Linked DNA regions of Zea mays: region 1 is linked to region 2. Evidence: chromatin contacts called from public Hi-C data. All regions are on one chromosome and are shown on one strand. The core of a region is the stretch at or near the end of the contact, and the rest is flanking DNA. Distances in the headings are between cores, read along the strand shown.

Region 1 (5,876 bases), core at 2,130-4,629, 600 kb before region 2:
TAATAGTTAGAGGCTAAAATCAGATAAGGTTTTAGAGCGGATCAGCTAATAAACCAGCTAATTATTAGCTATATATTTTAAATAGCTATTAGTTATCAGCTATATCAACTATAGCTATAACAAGCTAATAACAACATATTAGCTGGACTAACAAGCCTATGCTCTCTCTCTCTTACCTCGTTTATCGATTCAGAAGTTGAATAGAATATCTCGGTACTCCCTTTATACCAAAATAACATTCGTTTTAGATAAATAATAGATTCATCAAATATTGGATGTATATGTTCTACATATGTCTAGATTCATCTTCCTATATTTGAATATAGACATAAAAACCAAGAGTAAAAAAGACTACTGTTTTAAAGATAGGAAGAAATACGCCTGTAATACAATGGATTTTCCGCCTCTAGCGGGCATCGTCGACTGACGAAAGGTTGCCAAGTTGTACAGGAATTTGCTTGCTACAGAGCCACGGAAACTACTTGGAGAATTCGTCACTGAAAGTAACATCGACGTAAAAGCGCCAGTGGCTCCATCATAGCTTTCGACCTTTCCGAAAGCAGTTTGTTGCGTCTTGGTAGTAGTCATCTTATTTAGGAGTAGCTGCTAGTCTTACGCGCCCCGGATAAATTCTACGTGCCACAGATAAATTCTACAGGCCACGCGTGCAGAAGAAATAAGACGCGGGGACGTACACATCCACCAACATACGAACACATTTTGCCAGATCATTTTACCATTCCGTAATAACCTACGTAAACGATGAGGCACCAACAACAGTCGTTTCCACCGCAACGCATGTTTTAGCGAAGCGAAAGCTCATGTCATGGTTCACCGTAGCATATATGGCATGGTTAATCAATTAACGAATTGTGCTCTAACCATTAATTAACGAATTGTGCTCTAACCATTTATTTACTTTGTTTTACTTTGTTTATTTATTATTAGGAAATTTTAAATGATTACTAACAAGTACACTTACGCTTACAGACTTAACTGTGCTAGTATTAACTACATCATGGTTTAAATATTGATTTTTTTTTAATTTTAGTCTACATGAGCGCATTGGGGCGTCCCAAGTGGCTAGCTATTTAACTAGCTAGATTCACTCTCTTCCCTACGTGGATTGAAATTGTAGATAAGACGAGAATAGTTAGCGACGAGCAAATAGATAGAAGATTTCACGTATTCCAAGAAAATAAGTGTATTACGTGTAGGACCAAGTACTAGTGGTGAGTTAAATTACTATTTTTATTATTCTCCGAGCTCCACATCAGCTAGCTATTTGAGACAACCATTGCGGACGCCCTTATAAAGGTGTCCCCAATAGCTAGCTATTTCACTAGTTAGATCCACTCTCGCTCTACATCAGCTAGCTAGTTGAGATAGTCATTGCGGACGCCCTAATGTGAGGTTAGAGGGAATACGAGCGCGAGTAAAGTTTTTTTTTCTGAAGTCACATTAACTATACTTTGTTGCAAAGCAACGGGACGATAAGTACGTATCAGGACTTCGTGCACTCAGCAATACACGTTTCCATGGCTGAATAGTCCAGCTGCATGAAAGCTTTCAGTATTTTATACGGATCAGTCCTTGACTCCTAGCATCTTTTACCAGCACGAAACGTGAATCATCAGAGGGCGTGCTGTGTACTACGTACGTACGTGGATCATCACAGGCAGAGCAGGCCAAAAACTTTCTTCTTCTTCCTTCGTTTGAAACGAAGGCCAAAACAGTTGTTGTCGTTCGTTTGTATATATTTATTTATGCCAACAGAGTGGCAGTAGCGCGATTGGACTTGTCCAAGCGACGACGTCGCCTTGTGATTGTCGTCAAGCTCAAAAGGAACGTTCCCGCATAGATGCCCTCGACCGTGTCCACGACAAGACCGAGACTAGCTAGGCTTCAACCGAAACGCCTTCCAGTCTGGAACAACGAACGAACTAGGGTACGTAAGCACATGCAGTTACTGGACTGTTTTTTTTTAACTACGCTTCACTCTAAGTCTTACTCTACTCTGATTAAGACTACTTTCTCGAGACAGAATTCGTGCAAACATGCATGCATGGAGGTTGCTATCGAACTATTTTTTATTATTATTTTGCAACTACATTTCTATTTAATACTTACAATTTGCTGCGCCGCGCGCGATGTTGCAATGCATACGATATATAGTGTGAGTTGAAACTGTAGGGTTTTGCTTGCACTTAATACTGTAGCAGAACGATGTTTGTTGGGGTTATTTTTTATAGCTGATAGTCACGGATATGGTACAATCTGCAATTATTTCATTAGCATCAATGTTCTTTTGCTTTTGTCTGTTTGATAATTATGTTTTGATCTATACTACGTACTGCAATTCATGAGTTTCTGATCGAGTTCAATATGAAAGTATGATATGCACTTGTTTCGATCATTAATTATAGCACTGGTATTTCTTGATTTTTCTCTTTTTAGAAGCTATGTTTTGTTCTATACTTCAGTTCTGTATTTTCTAAGTTGTAATTACTGTATGATGTGCACTGTTACGCCATTCATTACAGCATCAAAGTTCTTCGTAATTCACGTGTTTTCTACCAAAACGCTAGCTAGTTTTTTTTTCACCAGAAAATGTGCTAGCTCGAGGAAACCAATACGGGCCATTGCCTTCGTGACAGCAATTTGAATACACTAGAAGTATGTAACTATCGCCACTTCGGTACTTTGCAATAAGTGTGTGCAAGCAGCATGCAGCAGCGCCATGCAGAGGACGAAAAAAAAAGATGATTAAAAGGTCCATACAATTATAGGGTCCACATGGGACTCCACTAAGCACCGCTTTTGTTTGTTGCTGTTATATCATCGTGGTTGGTTTGCCATGGCGATCTTTTTCGTTCGGGTGGTATTATCTTGGAGTTAACTATATAATCTAAGATCACTAAAAAGAGGCAAAAAAAAAATCGTGCCTAGTAGTACTCTTAGCAGTTTCCGCCGCCAATCAGGTCGTATCAGTTACCACAAAACCCGCAGCGGAGTTGCATGTGTATAGCAAATGGAAAGGAAAAAAAAACAAGAGACACGATTGATCTGCACTTCTGCAGGATCTCGGATCGAGTTGGACGGAGGTGCCCGTACGTACCGTGGCTGCGGAGGAAGACCCTGGCGACGAAGGGCGGCTCCTTGGGCCGCTCCGGCATGTGGAAGTCGCTGACGTTGAGCCGCCACGACGCCGTCGGCCCCGCCCTCAGCCCCTCATTGTGGTCGTCGTCGTCGCCCATGCCGCCGGCCAGAGGATCCGATCGAGGGTAGATTCGTCGGATGAAGGAATGGGGACTAGCGCGGCCAGAGAGTCGGCGCAACCACAGGATCGGACGGCGGCAGGACAGTGGGGGAGAACGGTGTGGTGGGGGTGTTTTATATATAGATGAGCAGTTATGGTGGTGGTCGTGGTGGTGGCGGCCACACTCCCGCACAGATCAGATGACTAGATCAGAGATTGAGAGCGCATGCACAACGGCAGGTGGCTGGGACGGCGAGGTGCGCGCCGGCCGCGCGCGCGTACGTCGCCTCGTCCGTTGTTGCTTTCCACACGACCCTTGTGTTGAACATATCTGGTATAAACCAACTCCTCCGTGCAATTATAAAACTTCTAATTTAGGTCACATGATATTAATCGCTACAGGGGCTTGATAATTTTACACGTAACTATCCACTGCTAATCACATTTTTTTAAATCTCCCCTCTCACACCCCCGCACGCCCCCTTATCAGAATCATGTGATTTAAATTAGAAGTTTGCACTATATATATTTACACGGAGGGGTTAGTTTGCACTATATAGATTCTCTTCTTTTATCCGAGAGATCGAGCGCGGATGTGAGAGGCTGGGCAGGGGGAAGTGGCGCGGTTGGGGGTCGTGACGGCTTGAAAGATTTGGTGCATGCATGCCTCGCTTTTAAAAACTTGTGCGTTAGCGCCCGTCGAGTCACCTTTGTTGCACAGTCTTTAAAATTTGTCGAGTCACGACAGGGCTTGGGTCAGGTCAGCTCACTCCTCCATCAGCCGGCGGCGCGCGGTCAGGTCGCAGACTCCGGCCTAGCAGTAGCAGGCCATGTCTGCATGCGGTGCGGGCACGGGGACACTGACAAGACGACACGGCGGTAGAGCGGTACACGTTGGAGTGGCCGACGCGGCACACCCGAAGTGGGAGCTGATGCGGAGAGATGGGACTGTTGAGAACTACGTCACCACGGATCACCAGATCCGCTCCCTTCCCTCCCGTCAGCAGTAGAGGCGTAAGAAGCTGTAGAGTACCCGTCTCCCTTCCCATAAGCACGACAGAGAGCACACAAGACACATGATGTAGGGTTGGGCCTCTGGCATCTTTCTATTCTATGTATTATGAGGGGTGTACATGTTCCTTATATAGAGATGTGAGACCCCTCAGGGGCAAAGCAGGTATTTGCCCACATAACCCTAACTAGGGTTACTTAACACTCCCCCTTGGGCGAATACCGCGACCAACACATGCCTCGTTAAAACTCCGAAAAACCCAGTGGGAAAAATATGGAGAAAGAGTGCATGGTGATACAAATTGCATTTGCATTTTGTTGCCTCGTTAAAAACCTCATGTGAGAAACTTCAAGAAAACTCACCAAGGGAAAAAAGAGTACAACAACTGTCATCGGGACAGATTTCGATCCTTTGGGATCTAGATTCTATCGAATCTTCTACAAGGGCTAACTTTAGAAATGTGCTCCCCTGATCCTTGCAAAATCGTATCAATAAGGCAAAACATATTCTTCTGGAAGTATATGCACATAAAGATTCAGCAAACGGATTGCATATCCTTGCAAGGACTATTTCAGGAACTTTACCTCTACTCACTTCTAGGATATACGAGGTAAGTGCACGTATCAATATAAATAAGCCACTTTGACTGATGGTGTTCGATCGACTAGATCTATATATTTGATAGAAAGTTTTATAAAGGTTCACATATTGATCATCAAGCTCACGCCTTCAGGGCATAGAATATGACATTTATTGTCTCACGGTTGTGATCAATATAAGCATTCGCTCCCCCTGACGATGACATCTGTCAAAGTCTTTATCCTTCATAACTCAAGCATATTCTTCAAGATATATGTCTCATTGTTCATCTGGAATAACGAGAATGAATGAGGTTGGGGTGCTATCATTTTCTATCTTACACCACAATTTATACATAGTTGTGCAAAGCAAATAACATGTCCTTCAATAGGACTTAGGGGATAATATAGTTGCAATAGTACATATTCTAAATATGATACATCGCTTGAGGCGTTCATCCATTGCAACATCTATGATGGTGTAACAAAAGTCCATCTAAGATCGTAATCCATCAGGGATTTTTCATCGATCAGATACATCGTTATAGTCTGTCATTCTAGCACAATGGGGATATTTTGCTAGTAACACCTAAACCTTATAGGTTTCTGTCATCAGGGCTTTGAGGATACCGTAATTCCACATCTAGTGGAAATTACCATGAGTAAAACTCATGGAATGCACATGTGCTTATTCGGTGAACTTCAAGTCCTTTGGTACCTCATCTTATTCCTTTTCGGGTCTGTATGGGTCTTTATCCCTTTACAGAGATTATCAAACTTTGGTGTTCAACACAGACTTTGTTTCTTCTGGATAGGTTCCATCTGGGAACGATAGTCTCAACTAGGAGATATTCTCCCTACATAGGAGAGTGATCATTCATCAGGAATGTATTATTCGGTATGAGATTTATATGTTGCATATTTATAATTCAAATATATGAGTCCTTCTAGGATCTCATGACGGATCTTCAGAATCCTATTAACTGCATATTTTAATTCATGCCATTTGCCAGATATATTACATAGC
Region 2 (6,479 bases), core at 3,860-6,359:
ACAGTATACCTGCAGGCTGAGTTATGTTCAAGTGGATGTATAATATTCATATGTTCCTATACTGATTTGTTACGGAAATAATATATTTTTTACAACTAATCTAATACAATTTACTTGATACTATAAATATGAGTATTTTTTATCTTTAATTAGGCAAAGTTAAGATACTATCCAATCCGAAATAGATATATTTGATTTGATAATATTCAACTGTTCCCGTTCGTTGTGATTTCGTAGGAAATCGTTTGTGCACGGGCGCGGGGTGTGTAATTGTGTGGACACACTTGGGAGTAACCAATTATATCCGCTGCATCGTTGCACCTTCTCAGTGTTTTGTTTAGTGCTAGTCTGATTGTGACCGGACAGTGGACACCCAAGGCAAGCACCTGCCTTCTGCAGCGAGTCCAGACTGCCCCCCCGGCGCGGCGAGAGCTGCGTGACTCGGCGTGGGCTCCGCGCCACCCATGCCGCGCGCTTGTCGCATCCGAGATGTCCTTTCGGCCACCGCTGCACTGCCGCTGGACAGCCGCAGCCGGCGGCATTGCGCTCACGAGTCCCCGCGCAAGTAGACCGCCGGGAACCCCACATGCACAGAGAGAGAGAGAGACGAGCGAGCGAGTACGCGCGGATACGGACCAGACCACCTCATCACCCTCCTCTGCAGCTCTGCTGGCTCACTCTCTCTCTACACCCGGCCGGGGACGTATCCACTCGGCGCGCTTTTGGCCCGCTGCCTCGCTCTCGTCCTACGGGGCGGGGCAAGCGGCACGCCACCATCCTTGGCGCGGCGCGCGGGCACGGGGACCGGACCTTTGCCGGTGCGTGCGTGTGTGGCGCGCGCGCGGCGCAGGTGCCTCTCCCGCGCGCGCTGGAGATAAGGTTCCCGATGAGGCCGCATCTTGTGGCTCGGTTCGAATCGGGCCGGGACCCCGCGCGCAGCCGCAAGTTGGGGGGTGGACGGAAAAAGAGAGGAGGTGCCTCGATTCCGGCTGCCGCGGTGGCGTGGCGTGGCGTGGCGCTATCCGCCTATCCGACGGGATACCATACCATGCCATGCATCCCCGGCGTGGCACGAGTACACGACGGGTGGGAGTGGCTATCCTATTCTAGGACCAGGCGTGCGGACGGTGGTACACGCACGGCGGCACGCTGTACGCCACGATGCGGACGTTTAGTCTTCGTTTTTTTCCCAACCCCTCCCTCCCCCCGTCGAGCCTGCCGCCGCCGGCCGTGCGTACCACCCCTACCGTTTCTGTTTTGAGGCTTTCCGCAAAGCGCTCTCCGCCGGACAAAATGATGCGTCTACGACGCTTTGCACTGCATACTTGCGTTTGCCTGAGGGCTGCGGCCGGCGTGTCTAAGACTGCACTGCTGACTGGGCTGGACCGGGGGCCACGCGAGGACGCCAAGGGGGAGCTGGTGGGACTGAACTCGCTGTCGCTGGGAAAGTGAATGCGGCTGCGCGGTTGGGGGTGGGGTGGGTGGCGGAGGTGAGGTCGGGGCCGGCCGTCTATCAACGGGACGGAGCCATTGGAGTAGCACGCGATGAGCGTGGCGCCACTGTGTGGGGGCTGCGCTGCGTTTGTGCTTCGTGCAGCGATGTTGGCTGCTGTTGCCTGTTGTTGCACACACACAGGCCAGCGCTTACTGTAGTTAACATGTGTTTTGTTTCGAGACTAGAATGGATATTACATGTTTCAATATTAGGTTTTTTTGCCAGATATATTTTAATACAGAAAAAATGATAGTACGAAGAACACACGTGTGATCTTACAATGCTGAACGTGAACAAAGTAGAAAAACAGCATAATTGTATATGATTGAAAAAAAAGCTGAACGTGTGTATTGCTATTTTGCTAGTCGGAGTAGCCGTCCCACTTGATATAATACATAAATTAAGCAGCGCATTCGTGTCAATGACACACTCCAAAAAGCGTGTTTGAGGTCCTTACATCCGAGAAGGTGAACGCTTTAAGGCCGGCTCTTGCTAAGAGGGAGAAGAGAGGCCTCCTGAGCAAGAGGTGAAGACCGAAAGAGGCGACTCGTCTTGGTTCACTGAAACCAACAACAAAATATTTATCTCATCACATCACTCCGCCCGCGCCGTTTATCTCATCTCGACTTGCTGTCTCATTTCCCAACCCAGAAGGTGTACATTAAGGTCTACCTTTTAAGCTAGTCAAAGTTTTTTTTTTGTCACATCTAATATAGGATTAAACTCTCTTAACTCCCTGCAATTATTATGGGCTATATAGTATTAACTGGATTAAAGGGTTTTCGTTTATAGGGACTAATTTGTAGGCCCTCCATTTTATTCCCTAAATTGACAAAATATGACAACTAAACTTGAGTCTTGGCAATTTAGGGCCTAAATGAAATAAAATGGAGCAACTAAAAAAGTAGTCCTTAAAAACTTACACCCCCTTTGTCAACTCTAGGGACATGACAACCAACCGACCAAATCTTAGGGTCTGGTTGGGTACAATGTTTTTGAAAACCATGGTTTCATAATTATATACTTTACGATTGTCATGGTAATACCATATTTTTGGTCAGCTCCAAAAATACCTTGATTTTAGGAAACATTGTTTAAATACAACATTGTAAACCGGTATTAGACAATAGCTAGCCATGTCATTGAAACTTGGGATTCTGGTGCAGTTTCCAATACTCGAAAAAATACCATGGTTTTGAAAACAGAGTTTCGAGGAATGCAACCAAACACCAAATAGCATAAAATACAATAGTATTTTACTAAAACCCATGTTTTGTAGGTTGGGATGACTATATTTTGCTCGTTCATGTTTTCTAGGTTAGGATGGTTTCGTTTTGCTCGTTTATGTTTTTTTGCGGTTGGAATGGTTCTGTTTTGCTCATTGGTTTTAGGGGTATGGCCATTTCTTTTTTTTTTTGGTTGGAGGAATGGAAACAGATTGATATTTTGGTGTCGCTAGTAAACGGTCCCAACATATCATCCTACAAAACTATTTACAGTATTTATTTAATTTGGGGGTGAAGGTGGAGCTCGCGTAGGTGTGGCAAACAAGCCTGTATACGAAGGGTCAGGAGGGAGTTGCGGTTGTATGTAATTTCGAATTTCGGATGGTGTAGATTCTGACGAGTGCAAGAATCTGGGAGCTGTCCTTTTGAAATGTTTGGTTACTGGAGTTGGGCATTGAACAAACGCGACTTTGTTTTTGTGTCTGGCTGTACTACATGACTTGTCTCGGACAATATTTATGCGATGGATCCGACGACGACCTCCTGGCACAGTAAGTACAGCACTACGTAGTAGTAGGTACTGCATCTTGCTTGCGAGCCGCAGGTCCGAATTCGTCACAGCGGTTGGGACCCCGGAAAACGACACGGCAGGCTTCTTCTCGGAACGTTCGGGCACGGGATCTAGCGACACTTTTCCAGCTCCGAATCAGGAGGGACGAATCCTCGCGAAATGAATGGATGGATGGATGGATGGCGCGCAATTGCCGCAGCCGAAAGACAGTTGGTGGCGGCGGCGCGGGTCGCGTGTTTGACGAGTAATTGCCGCCTGTCCGTTGAATCGTCCGCCCCCAGCCCTCCTGCACGTCACAGCTCACACAGCGGGAGGGGAAACAAATCAACAACGGGACGGAAATCCGGTTTGAAGGGATCCAATGTTATGTATGCACTACTCTCTCGTGTCCCCGGCAAGTAGACAGTCCCCATCGCCGGTGACATCCCAGTCCCGTATCAGACCGTACAAAATTCCACACAAACAAACTCGTGGCGTCTTGGATCTTCCAAGCTCTTTCCACCTGTTCGGAGCTTTTTTTTTCTTCCCTCTCTCTCTCTCTCTCTCTGTTTATGACGCACGGCGGATCAGTGGCGGACGCAGAACAAAACTTTAGGTGGGGCGACACTATAAGAGACAAATCACTATACTAGACGACTAGATAAAAATAGCTTCATGATAATAACAAGGTTAGGTGATAATACTAGGAGCGTTCTAAAATGATATGAATATCAGAAAACCATTTTGGTCACCCTACAGAAAGACAGGTGAAGCGGCCACATCGACGCGTCATTGTGGTGAGTCTGCCTTGAGATGGCGATGATGAGGCAGCAACATGCGAGGGGCAGCGAGGGCAAGCGGCTGTAGGCAGTGGCAAGCGACAACAATTGTTGCATTTGTGACGACGTGGTGGGACCCTGGTGACATAGTGAGGGCAGATGGTGGTGGCACCATGGTGCCAAGGCAGGATCCCACCAATAGCTTGCCCACCAGTCGATGCGGAATAAGAGGCAAAGTAGTGGCGCTGCGTGTGGGATCCCGACAACGCGATGAACTAACGAGTGACGAGAAGATAAGGTGACACTGGTAGCGGACAGGTCTAGTCACCCACTACCGATCCAGTCATGATCAAAGGAGCTATCGAGCCACGAGTAGGTCGAGTAGCTAGCCGCTAGAGGAAGGAATCGAACTACTTGTATGGAGAGCGGGCTGAGCAATGAACTGTCGAGAAATAGTTAGATTAAAACTATGTTTCATTAGATTTGGTTGTACCTACTATATAAAAGTTTTTTTTATTTTGATGTATATCTAAATATAGGTATAAAAGCATATAAAAATTGAGGTGGGGCCGTGGCCCCCTTTGCCCCACCCTTGGATCCGCCTCTGCGGCGGATCTTGGGTCGGCAAAGCCGACTCTAAACTAATGCCGATCTCAAAGCGGTTTTGAGGTGGGGGGTAAACTATGGAGTAGTAGTTACTACTACTAACGCATGCACTGATACTATGACGAAGGCAGGATTACATGAACGGCAGGAAGGGGTATCGAAAGGAGATAGATAGGCTCCAAAGGCAGGATTACATGAACGGAAAATCGAGATCCAGGTACATCGCCTCAGGTCCGTGTCCGTCCCGTCCAGCTCTCGTGCGAGCCGGCCGGGACAAGGATGTTTCCTTCCACGACAGGCGACAGCGTTCTGACTCGGCAGCTGGCGGGCACGCACGCACGGTGAACTCCGCCCGGTTTCTCAACGTTTTCCGCTGTCTGGAGCGCCAGTCGCTCTCACCCACGCAACCACGTGGGCAGCCGAGCGGATCGGCTGAGCAGAGCAGTGTGAGCCAGTGACAGTGAGCACTGCACGACCACCTCGCTCGCTCTAGCTGAAGCTGACGCTCTGACACCGACCCCGGTCCGGGGGTCAAAACACCGGGGGCCAGCAGCCAAGTTGGACGACGGGTGGAGTGGAGTGGAGTGGAGGCAGGCCTGCTCTGCTGCCTGCATTATTGCCGGTTGTTTTTTTACAGCGTGTGCGGTGTGGAATCAATCATTCGTGGCCGTGCAGCGTTGTGTCTGGTTCCGTCATCGTCATGGATCTCCTCCGTCTTTGACCCGCTGTGCCCGAGCTTTTTTTTGCCAGGTGTGGTAGTAGGTGGTTGCTTTGGTTTCACTCACTCTAGTGATACGCTTCTCAAAAAAGATCAGCACTAACGCTACGCCCGCACTGGCGGCGTGGTATTTCCCCATGTTTATCCTCTCCTTTTCCGCAGCTTTCGGAGTGAGTATTAGCGAGGAGGACGAGGAGGATGGATCCATCATCTTCTCTCTTGAGTACTTAGAGCTATCTCTAACAAGGCGACCTATACAAAATGTCCTATACATTAAAAATAATGATGTTCTACGTATTTTAGGTTACCATAAAAAGGTTGAACTCCAAGAGTAAAACCTCAAACGAGATAAATAACTACAACCGGGTCACTTTTCCCCGCCATCATCGTAAATTACTAAAAAAATGTCCTAATTTCCATCTTCTTTTTTGAGAGCGGGATGGATTCAGATCTGACAAAAGACGACGCGCATGCTCGATTTGTTATAGCCTTTAGGCCAGTGAGAAGAGATTCTGCTACGTACTGAAGATGTTGAGGTCCGGTTGCCGTGGCCCGTATGGACTCGGGAAGGAAAAAAAAAGATGGTGAATCAGATGCCTGCGAATGCCCTATACACTACCATGTCGCTGCTGCCTGCTGGTAGATGATAGCGAAGTTTCCTGTTGGAGCACGGTGCAATGTTTCCGGCTCCAGCCTCCAGGGCGACTGTTTTTTTAAAAAAAAAGCTTGAAACCCACGAATGCGTTGACATATGGCAGGGGTACTGTAGCATACTACTTTCATCATGTGGATGAATTGTCGCGTCACACTCACAAGGACAGCTCGCAATTCCTCGAGACCACTCCCCGTTCTCAGGCCCCCCAACATCTTGGGAACGTCCCCGCCGTCCAAAGCCCAAGCCCACCTATCGATCGTATCTCTCCTCGCTTGTTTAAACTGTTCTGAACTTTGGTGCGGTTTGTGACCAGCCGTGCAAGCGCAGGTTGGCATGGGCGCGGCTTTGCCTGGAGCTCTACCCTGATCGGCTGCGCGGCCTGTCAAAGTGGGCGGCCCAAGCCGGAAGAGAAGAGATTGTTGGCCCGGCCTATAAATAGGAATCAGTTTT

The links. Hi-C and Micro-C count contacts between places; a contact is called where the count stands out from the background.
Region 1: a Hi-C map of bundle sheath shows a contact between it and region 2, with 3 times the contacts expected there. The contact joins the promoter of LOC100284569 here to the enhancer-like site in region 2. A contact is called at or near these places in 2 of 25 Hi-C or Micro-C datasets (bundle sheath and leaf mesophyll).

The regions. Positions count from the first base shown.
Region 1 is chr3:23,046,925-23,052,800 of Zm-B73-REFERENCE-NAM-5.0, reverse strand. It overlaps LOC100284569 (metal tolerance protein C3), which reads right to left and starts at 3,379. Exons shown (of 6, transcript NM_001157464.1): 1 at 3,119-3,379. The coding sequence starts at 3,257.
Region 2 is chr3:22,447,736-22,454,214 of Zm-B73-REFERENCE-NAM-5.0, reverse strand. No RefSeq gene overlaps it. Among protein-coding and RNA genes, the nearest start is that of LOC103649841, 5.4 kb to the left of the region's middle. Within about 2 kb of position 5,109, at least 17 of the 20 cell types and tissues checked have an H3K27ac peak or open chromatin away from gene starts, as enhancers often do. A contact at or near this core is called in bundle sheath and leaf mesophyll, where this site is marked.